2 separate regions of the Bombyx mori genome follow, and region 1 is linked to region 2. The links are chromatin contacts, called in public Hi-C maps. All regions are on one chromosome and are shown on one strand. Each heading gives the region's core, a stretch centred on a gene start, on an enhancer-like site or on the middle of the called end of the contact. The rest is flanking DNA. Distances are from core to core; before and after follow the strand shown. Region 1 overlaps LOC101736219 (C-terminal-binding protein). Region 2 overlaps LOC101736219 (C-terminal-binding protein).

Region 1 (5,850 bases), core at 2,950-5,449, 62 kb before region 2:
ACAAAGCCAGCATTCGGTCTCTGTACACCAAGTATATATATATAATTGTTATATCAATAAGGAGGGCATCATCAATACAAACACCAGTTATCTAGTGACCGCACAAGAGAACAAAATTTGCATGAGAGATTTATAGTGAATACAGTGTCCGAAATGACATTGATCTACGACCGCCTGCCTACGCCATCGTATATCTCAAATGATATTGTATACACACACGATTGAACTATACAAACTATTTTTTTGCGATCTGATATTTTGTTCGTTAAAAAGAAATGTTGTTTACTCGAGGCAAAACTAATGCAATCAATTCTAGGTACAGATATAAAAACCATTTTTATGTTCATTTATAAGATTGCACAGCGAAAATAATAAAAACACATTTCAATACTAGTGGTTTACTTTTTCCTTGTAATACAATCAATTGCTTTGATAGGTACAGTAGAATGCAACAATTTGCTATGAAAAATCTTTGGTCAAAATATTCTTAACATTTTTTCATGTAATATACGTAATTAATTAACCATATTAAATGAATTAACTACATATATACATTATGAAATTCTCTAATATAGAGGATGCTTATTAATTAGTCTCAAATACACTACCATGAAAGCATGCCATGCAATATACTAAAAACCAGAACGACCATATTAGACCAGTTTTAAATTATTTACTGTAGGTATCTGTATCTATATCATACCGATCGCGCACCTGTTTCTCTTAAGAGACATTGTTATCATCATTATTTTTTGTTGGAGTTGAAACAATAATAATATTCGTTGTATATTTATATTATTTGTTACAAAAATAATCGCAATTGACATTTAAATAATTTTCATACTTCAAAATTTTAACAAAAATGAGCGAATTAGAAAACGCACCAACACCTTCAAAAGAAACTTCCAGAGAAAACCGCCCTACCAAAACTACATTATATAATTTTAACAATACGTTTAGATGTCAACCCTGCTTTAATAATGGCCGGGGGAGGCGGCACTTCCGCAAAAACATCTGCCGACCGTTCAAACTGCAGCTTGCGACAAGAAATGAAGTTTAATTAAATGTATATATATGGATTTAGTAAGTGTGGATACAACATCTACTTAGTGTTAAAAATACAAACGAATCTATACTAATAATATATAAATCTACAGTGGTGTTTACGGGTGTACCGTTACATAACTACTGAACCATGCATCCGATCGACTTGAAACTTGGTATCCATGTAGAAAATACATGTACTTAATGGATAGGCTAATATTTATATGAATGTTGGACTCCCTACACCAGTTGCGGGGGCGTTAATAATGAGAGTCTTTGTAGGGGTGAGAAATAATAATGTTAATTTTAAATGCCCAGCGAAGCGGACGGGTACAGCTTGTTATTTTATAATATTTAATCTTAGGCCAACAATGGGCGTAGTCTATTAGCGTTTCAACACTAATGCTTTTAGCTACAACTTATACCAGTTCACTTGAGTTTTTCTTAGCGTCTACGAGACGAATGCGTCAAGGTCGATTACTTGCCTGACCAAAATCCTACAAAAACACACGTCGACAGACAAACATTGGATAGACAAAAAAGTCTTTACAATTCATGAGAGTAAATAATTATATTACTCCTCTCGCCCGATACCCCTATTGGCATTCAAAACACGTATCAAAATTTCCGCTCGTAAAGAACTCTTCGGCACGCTGTGTACTCCCCCGAAGCAAAAAACGATCAGTCATAAAGTTATTGAGAATCAAATTTAGTTCTGAAGCATTCTTTGCCCTCCCTTATAGAACCAAGAAACGGCTTACACGATCTTTAGCAAGTTACGGGTGCTCCTGGAAATTTGCCAATACAGCACACTCTAACCATTACCTACCCGCACAGGACTTCGATCTATCTGGAAGATTAAGAGGAGGAGAAATAATATTCGTTTTCAAACTTAGGATCGTAATTAACTTGTAACTTCAATAAAATCAAAAAATGATGTCATCAAAATACCCAGACGCGTAGACGCCAAAAATTCTACACACACTATTTCTCTTAGAAAGCAACACAAAGTTATGTCATAAGTTAATATTATGTATATTTCTCAAAGGAATCAAAGTAAAAAAGAAACGACCACGAAATAAATATTGAAGACGCAAACCCGATATTATCCCGAAGCCAAAACAATCAATTACTGTATTTGCACAAGTAATTTTCTTGCCAATATCAACTCAAAGAGGCCAAATGAAACGGCAATTCTTTAGCTCAAAGATTATATGATTCGAAATAAAACTCATATTGGGAGAAAAATACATTTTATGTACTGGAAATAGGAGGTTTCCTTTTATTAATTGCGCTTCGTTGTGAATTTGGTTGTTCTGTAATCTCTAGCTTCCGTCATCTTAGAAAAGATTTTCACTAATCTAGTCATTCATTAATCTTAGACTTGCCGTGATGTTCCCAATGAAATGTAAAAAATAATCTATATGGGGTTAGTATAGTTAAACAATATTTCGTTATTATTATATTCAATGTACAAATGCAGTTCTGTTACAGTTTTATAATTATGATGGAAGAATTGTAATCAGAAGACACGAACTATGTACTCGATTCTTGTTCGTTTCTATTAATGACATCACAAAGTGAACAGCGCCCTCGCCTTGAGACATGAGGTCGATATTTTAATTGTATTGTATAACAGCGGCAGAAACAGACGAGATGGGGACACCTATCTCGTGCAGACTCACAACACACCTCAATACCGCCGGCAATTATCGGAAAATTTATAAATATTTTCTCTGATCTGATCTTCCATTCGTGAATAAGAGTTAAATATAATAATAATAGCTTTTGCCCGCGTCTCCGTCCGCATGGAATAATTACTTTGGCATAACGCTAAATTTTACCCCCACTTCATTTACGTAGAAAGTGAAAATATTTTTGAATTATAGAATGCTAAGGAGCTATTTAAACCCCTATTTTGAAACATTCTTTATTGGTGCTCCACATGTATAGGACCTTACCGTGATGTTATATAGCCTATAGCCTTCCTCAATAAATGGGTTATATAACATTGAAAGAATTTTTCAAATCGGACCAGTAGTTCCTGAGATTAGCGCGTTCAAACAAACAAACTATTCAGCTTTATAATATTAGTATAGACACCACTTGTCGACATGACGATGTTTTCTTTATGATCTACCCTCTCAACTAAGCTTCACCACATTTTCCAATGTACATAATTATGTAGCCATACCAATACAAAGCAGAAATAAAACACCGTACCAAACATTAACTATTACAGAGAGCACCGCGCACCGTTTCGTTACAATTTCGCCAAACAGTTGTTACTGGTGGTAGGACCTCTTGTGAGTCCGCACGGGTAGGTACCACCGCGCCGCCTATTTCTGCCGTGAAGCAGTAATGCGTTTCGGTTTGAAGGGTGGGGCAGCCGTTGTGACTATACTGAGACCTTAGAACTATATCTCAAGGTGTGTGGCGCATTTACGTTGTAGATGTCTATGGGCTCCAGTAACCACTTAACACCAGGTGGGCTGTGAGCTCGTCCACACATCTAAGCAATAATACAAAACAAATATCTGTAAATCTCAAGTTTACAACCGTACCTCGGTATCAGTTTAATTAACGTTCTCGAATGCTTCTTATCTCGTTTGTGAAAGATACGATTGTCCCGGTCGTTGCACTATCGATTGGACCGGGCGTTACGCAGAACCGTCGTCTACACGTTAAGACAATGAGCGCACTATTGCTACTTTAAATTAATTAAAGTTCCCAGTATAGGGCACATGTAAAGATCATTTTTATGATTATAGAGACAACCATTTTTGTATATACAAATACTAACATGTTTTATGGAATAAATCGAATAATGTTGATCGGGAGTTTTGTGCAATACAATTTTTACTAAGAATATTTTTATGTTAATGTGACATCAGCATTTTACAGTAACAAAATTGAATTTAAAACCCATTTTAAAAACATCTAAATAAATCAAAAATCGCGTTACTCTAGTAGTTATAAGATTATAATTAGTTTTTTAATCACTAATTCCTATTTAAGTCGTTCTCTACATAAGCGTCCTCTTCTGATCGCAGAGGGCGCTGCCTAGCTAGTCAGTTACTGGATATCAGATCACAAAGAGCGTCACACAACCACGACACAATAGAGCACTGTGTCCGTATCTCGATTAGATTGATGATATAGAGCACGTTAGCTGGAAAGCGGTTCGTTCACGTCTGCCCTCTCGAGTCTAGAGGCGTTTATACAAACGTGCCAATTTAGCGTGTACGCGATAATATTAACGGACAAACTATGTCCGATATCGATCGGCGTCGTAATCCCATGAGCTGGTTACTACGAGATATGTACAAACTAGCAGTTTAGAATTAATTAGCTTAGACAAGGCTTTACGCACTTTGTATGTAGATGTTATGTTGTTTATTAGACTCGATTATTTACTAGCAGAATCTTAACTGTACACCTACTATTATTTTTATTGCTTAGATGTGTACGAGCTCACATCCCTCCTGGTGTTAAGTGGTTACTGGAGCCCATACACATCTACAACGTAAATGCGCCACCCATCATGAGATATAAGTTCTAAGGTCTCAGTATACAAAGACTGCCCCACCCTTCTAACCGAAACGCATTACTACTTCACGGCAGAAATAGGCGGGGTGGTGGTACCTACCCGTGCGGACTCACAAGAGGTCCTACCACCAGTAAACTATAATATTATATTGACATATGATTTCAAGTTATATATAGATAATCGTTTCATCTTTTCTATCCTTTAAAGAATGTTATTAGAATTCAATTGGAACCATATTACGTTTACAAAGAATATATGTAGCTTTCTTTTGTCACAAGTAAAAAAAAAATATGCCGTATTTATAACAACACTGTTAGAATTATTTTAAATAGTAACCAATTCGCATCTCGAATCAATAGAGGCCGGGTGCTTGTCCTCAATCGATACTTGCTGTGCCACATTCAATCTAAACGTCCACTTCGATTGACCTTACTCATTTGTCATTAGTCACAAATTTGACATTTGACACAAGACAATATACAGCAAGAACGGAGAGGGTGCTACATAAATTCGAAATACCTTTCATAATACATTTGAATAGAACTGTTAGTATGCCACTGGTCTAATCTCCAAAAAGTAAGGGAAACTTGACCAAAAAACACGTTGGTCCGTGTTTGCAATTTTGCAAAAACACGATATCGTTCTGGGGCAAAACACTGCCTTACCACACAAGTCACAATACAGTAAATCAGCACGCGATAAGAACGAGATGCGAGAAAGTACCGCCCTTAAGCTTCCAATCAATGTTTGGCCACATCGTTGCGTACGATTCCGATTGTCTCCGTCTCATTTCCCGCTGACCCAGAAAGCTGACATCACACAAGGGGTGGCCTGCCCCCCCCCGTCCCTCCCTTTGTTACGTGCCAACTCCTGATCGGGAACTAAAAAAGCCGCAATTTCTATTTTCAAGTCCGCAGACCGGAAATAAAACTCGATCCATTTGGGACTTGTACGAAACTTTTCAAGTTGTAACCGTAAATTACGTTATTAGTTGTAATCGGTTTATGTCGCGTTTAGCTTTTGGCTTACTTAAAAAGGTTTAAATGTGTATAACAAACTCGATTTTTTTTAGTAAAAAAAAACAATACAGTGTAATTTTCAGATTCTTACAACTTAACTTATACTGGTGATAGGACCTCTTGTGAGTCCGCGCGGGTAGGTACCACCACCTCGCCTATTTCTGCCGTCAAGCAGTAATGCGTTTCGGTCTGAAGGGTAGGGCAGCCGTTGTAGCTATACCGAGATTTTAGAACTTA
Region 2 (5,992 bases), core at 2,889-5,388:
GTGGTAGGACCTCTTGGGAGTCCGCACGGGTTGGTACCGCCACCCCGCTTATTTCCGCCGTGAAGCAGTAATGCGTTTCGGTTCGAAGGGTGGGGCAGCCGTTGTAACTATACTGAGACCTTAGAACTTATATCTCGAGGTGGGTGGCGCATTTACGTTGTAGATGTCTATGGGCTCCAGTAACCACTTAACATCAGGTGGGCTGTGAGCTCTACACTACAGTAAACATACTAGGATTTCAAGGGAAGCAAACGCGATAAGTAAATCATACATCAGCACCATATAGTTATAAACTCACAGTTGGTACACATGTACGTAGATATATAACATGTTATTAAATTTGAGAACTGTTCGACACCGGTGACACAGGCAAACCAAATTTTATCACACCACAAACGGATTCCGATACGCGTCTCATAATATTATTACGTACCGCGTCCCCGTATTTGTATTAATCAATACACGCCCGGCCAGCGAAAACGAAATGCTAGATTATTCTGATGTCGTTCTGTCTCGGTAATGTTAACTACTTTATGAATAGGCGACGACGACTGGCACAACGGACATCAAAGTTAAATCCGTTTTAATTTGGAGATCAACCTTTTGTTGGCCATTGAAATTCACGAACGTCTCATGCGATGTTAAGCCTGCTTGGTGCGAATTTTTTTTAACGTTCTCGATAGCGTAAAAGTTAACTCCAATTTGTATGCAGTTGGAACAGTGCCCCAACTGCAATTTGTGATAACTTTTACGCTATCGAGAACGTTAAAAAACTCGCACTAAGTGAATGGGTTTGAAACAAACGGTCATTTTTAACACGCTTTTATTAGCTTGGTGTGTGTGTATTTATGTACGTAGGGAAATCTTTGAACGTAATTTTCATTAACTTTCTAGATATCCGGTCAACTTAAAAATTTGCACACGTTAAGGATCGATGTTAGCACCACAATTTTACAACTTCCTCTAATACCATGACCAGTAATCAACAGAATAAAAAAAATTATGCCAGTTTGATTTGACGTTTCAACTTCAGTCTCTTCGAGTCACCCTGTCTATGGACTCCGGTTTAAGAAGGATAAGCCTAAACGCAAACTGTTAAAAAACAATTTTAGAAAACTTAGCATAAGCCGAATGAAATATAATAAACACGTACGTGTCAATTTCAAAACGTTTACATACTCCGATGACCTTGGACTTAATTTGTTTACAAATTCGCTTGAACAAGCAAAAATTTTATTGCACGTTCTTGTAACACGTTCACAAAATCAATAATGTCGGATCGGTATTATCTTGAACGTGTATGAATTCAAATTACGAAATTTTATTAATAAATGCCTAAACATGTTACATTAATTTTATTTATGGCTCTCACGTTTTAGCTGATTCGTTTTGATTACTTCGTGAATATTTGCGTTGAACAGAAAATAATTCGTACAAATTTTTCAATCAAGCTTTTAAGGGCCTATAATCTACCTGAAAACTTCACATGATCTGTTGTTTTAACAAAAATACTAACTAGTCCAGGTGTATGTAATAAGTATGCTATTAGGGCAAAAAAATTCATAAGTCTTCATTGTCCATTCCGTATTGCATTTCATTATTTATTTTTTAGACAAGTAAACGAGCTCATGGCCCACTAAATTTTAAGTGGTTACCAAAACGAATAGACATCGTAAAGACGTCACCCACCTTAAAACATGATATCGAAGTCGCGTCTATGAAAATTCTAAGGTGAACTTCAGAGAAAATACAGTTGATACAGTCAACAAATTATTTAAAGAGCAAACAACAATCAATGTCGCAATCGCCATTCGAGCAGCTGAGGACCGGACGAGATGGAAACAGCTCACGAGACAGGCAACGGTCAAGTTTCAAGGACACGACCTTCAGCAATGAAGAAACCGACGAAGAAGAAGAATGCCAACCACGAACACTGAACTACACATTGCCTTACTTACCTATATCAAAAACCGAAATCAGAGTGGAACATACAAATTCATATACAAATAACACGATTACATTTTGCAAACGCACTTTTAGGTGTTTCTACCGTCTATTGGATGTTAGACACCGCAGAAAAAGGCCGCCACCGCCAATCTTGAAACATAAAGTTGAAGCTTCAATTTCAACGAAATAACAACCGTCTCACCTTTATCCTTTACTAGCTGACCCGGCAGACTTCGTAGTGCCTCAATCGACAAATAAAAGACCTAAACTTTTGTATAAAATAAACTTAAAACAAACAAAAGGAATCCGTCCTGTCCTACGGGGGACACATCAAAGGAAAAACAAAATTGTTATTTTTATTTAATTCCGAGCATTTTCATATTTATCTACCTTTTAAACCTTCGCTGGACTTCCACAAATAATTCAAAACTAAAATTACCGAAATCGATCCAGCCGTTCTCGAGTTTTAGCGAGACTAACGAACAGCAATTAATTTCTATATATAGAGATAGAAGAAGAAGATTACCATCACAGATATTAACAATACCATTTAAAATATCAATGAATAGATTTTAAACTGAAATACTCCTGGTATTTTTTTTCCCACACTTTTGCATAATAAGCTTTGAAACCATTTTACATACTCCAGTTGGAATGTTTGTTTTGAATTCGTTTCCAACTCAGGCAACCACCGTCGTTTAGCATCTAGATTATCATAATCAGAATATCATGGAATATTCCAGACGATAATTTAAAAAGAGCATTTTATTTTTTACTCAATTAAATGCAAACAAAACTTGCTACTTTTGGAAGTTTTACTTTTGCCTAACAAAATAAAATTATAGTCCAGGGAAAAATAAGCATTTAACATGGGAATCGACCAAATTGAATTCTTTAAATTGTAATTTAAATAAACCCTCAAAAACTCGTTGAATAAAAACAGATTTGGCCCTTGGCATTGCTGACGTCCATGGGCGACGGTAATCACTCAACATCAGGTGGGTCGTATGCTCATCTACTTATAAAGACCATAAAAAATTGTTTCGAATGAATTAGTGCAGGTTCGTTTGCTTGTTCTATGTAGCACCAACATCTCTCCAGTTTCTATATAAGCCAAAAGTGTGACGGTATTAGATCGTATCTTTATTAACATTATAGCTTGATTCTGTGTTTTGTATAATTTGTGGAAGCGTGTTTTGAGCTCGCATGACACACCACCGACCGACTTACCTAATAAACGCTTTTCGATTTGAAGGGTACAATATCCTTGAACTTAATACACAATTCAAACTCCGGTCTCAGACATTTTTCGACGCAACGAATATTTCAAATACTAGTATACGGTAAAAGTCGATGAAGCGTACCTACTCAACGCATCGATCACGTCACGGAAACGCCCCTGAGACTTGTATAAATTGCATACACGTATTACGTACAATAGCGCTGATGATGAATACAGAGATGAATGTATTCTATTGTAAAAAAAAAAGAATGCTCTTTGAATAATAACTATACAAAAGTTAAAAGTTTAAGCTGCAATAAAACATAGTTTATTCGATTAAAACAATGTATGTAATTCTAGTACTTATACTCACTCAGATAAGGTACGTTTACGTCAATATCACGACGTGACGTTAAGTTTTTTTATCACGAAATATAGTAAACCATTATTTTCAAAAAAAAAACCAGCCTTTTGTGAATATACAATTATTGTAATTATATTAAATAATAATAGATAAATATTTGACATTTTTATTCCTATCGTACTTTTTTTTTAATTAATTAATCTAAAATGTTAGTACCATAATAATGAAATTAGTAACCATAATAATGAAAAAGAAAAACGCTTCACCAAACATCTCTAAGTAAAACGGTACACAACCTCACAGTAGATCAGCTCTCAAGTTAATTCAATAACCTACAAATTCACGTACCTACGTATTCGTCAAAGCCGAGATTATAAATAAATGTTACGCGTGTATTGTGTCCGCAAGGTCACTGAACGCGCCCCTCGAAACCTCAAGAGACGGAAATTCAGTCACTTTGTTTGCAGTGAGTATTCAAATCTCGCTATTATTTACTGTACTGGAGAGTTCAACGTACCTGAGGTGATAGGAGAGCTCCGTTCCAGTCGAACATTATAAAGCATCGCCGAGTACAATCCGACGGGTGTACACAATAGGGTTTCGCTTCTTGTCCACGCGGTCACAATAGGTATATACACAACGATCGACCAGCGTGCGAATCTATGTGTTACGTCATCTATATTCGCGTTATCTGACCGGTGATAGCGTCGTCTCCTCAAATAACAATAATGAAATGGCTAATCGTTATCAATATATTAATACGTGAAGCAAAAAAATTGTATTCCTTTTTACGAAAATTGCGCGGACGGAGGAGTATGAAATTTTCCACACTTATAGAGAATATAGAGAAGAAGTGCACAATGCTAATATTTTTTTGAAATAATGCATAAAAGATACATTAAATCAATAAAGAAAACATTACACACACTACATGCCATGTATTTGACGCACACACACATGCATACTATTATTTATTGTCAAACTTTTGTTCTTGGCGTCTGTTGTCGAATTGAGAAGAGATTAAATATTGTTTGTCTTTGTTAATATTTTTTATAGTGTAGTCTTGGCGAAATTTGTGATTATAGAAGTATAAAATACAATCATAATAGTGTACAAACTTACAATTCCAATTAATTATAGTCGAATTTCGACTACCGCGGGACCTCTAGTTATTATTATTACAGTACGACGGACGCATTCGCTGAATACATTTGTATGTGGGTGGTGTAATGACTGAATTCCGTGTATCGGTGTGGTGCACTCGCACAGAGCGGACCGGCCGCGCCGCGCCACGTGTGATGACGTTGTTTGGCGACCAGGCGGCGCGCAGGTAAGCGTGTACACGGACCGCGTTGTCGGGTATGCGCGCGTTTCGATCCCGCGATAAATTTGATACGGCGAGCGGTGAATGCACCGGCCGGTTGGTTGCCAGCGGTCGCGGTTGCCTTTCACGCCGTCTTTTTTTTTCGTTTCGGACAGGAACGCTGAGGAGCCGAAGATATCAATTTCGACAGTAAAGAGCAACGTGAGAACAGCGGTCACGGAAACACCACGAAGACGGATAAACGCTTGCAATTTTTTTGGAATGTATTTCCTTATGGGACGATGCGGTGGGGTACCCTAACCGGGAAAAAAACGTCCGTAACGTAAGATTTTTATTTAATAGTTGCGTAATATAAGCAAATAATAAATTACCATGATAAAACAGGTCGATCGATAAGCGGTACGCATTTTTACTAAGTAAAGGTGACACGAGGTCGTGTGTCGGGGGCCGACAGTCATGCGAGCACATTATCCAATTTGGCATCGGTCGCGTCATTTCTAATCTCACTAATTGGAATAAGCCTGGTTACAAAAAAAAGTTACGTATATATTTTTATTAAAACATAAACACCATTTTAAAAAAAACAAAACACCAATAATACTACTTAATTAGTAGGAAAAAAAACGGAAATATTCCCAATGACTTGACATAGATTAAACGACTAGTCTTAATTTGGGTCGTCTAGATCAAGCGTCATTTCGTTTGTGAGACGAATAAGCAGTGATAAATGTGTTGTAATCTCGAGAAAACACCTGAATTTATAGGCGCGACGCAGCACTCGACAGACTCTTTGAGTCACGATTCTTTTATGGAAGCTTCAAGCAATAGACTGTAAAATTAGCAATTTAAATCTTGCACGTAAAACGCCGAATGTGCGAAGAGCATCTGTTGGCGGGGTCTTTGATTGTGGTCGTTTACGTATGACGCTCGAAGCGGCGGTTGTTTATGGCGAGCCCGGAAATTGTAATGGTCGATCGAAAATGACAAAGCGTCAGTCGAAGCGAACGAGACACAAAAACGTCAACGTCAACAGAACTAGTCGCTCGATCCAATGCCCGAAACGTTAGGCGCTCGTTGTAAAAAAAACTGAATAATGGAGCCAATGCGGCGTGCGACCAACGGCACACAACCACGC

The links. Hi-C and Micro-C count contacts between places; a contact is called where the count stands out from the background.
Region 1: a contact with region 2 is called in a Hi-C map of midgut, with 2.0 times the contacts expected there. The contact joins two enhancer-like sites. A contact is called at or near these places in 2 of 7 Hi-C or Micro-C datasets (midgut and whole pupa).

Annotation. Positions count from the first base shown.
Region 1 is chr26:10,061,665-10,067,514 of ASM3026992v2, reverse strand. All of the region lies in intron 3 of LOC101736219 (C-terminal-binding protein), which reads right to left. Among protein-coding and RNA genes, the nearest start is that of LOC101741464, 89 kb to the left of the region's middle. Within about 2 kb of position 4,199, at least 7 of the 8 cell types and tissues checked have open chromatin away from gene starts, as enhancers often do.
Region 2 is chr26:9,999,082-10,005,073 of ASM3026992v2, reverse strand. All of the region lies in intron 1 of LOC101736219 (C-terminal-binding protein), which reads right to left. Among protein-coding and RNA genes, the nearest start is that of LOC101736219, 40 kb to the right of the region's middle. Within about 2 kb of position 4,138, at least 8 of the 8 cell types and tissues checked have open chromatin away from gene starts, as enhancers often do.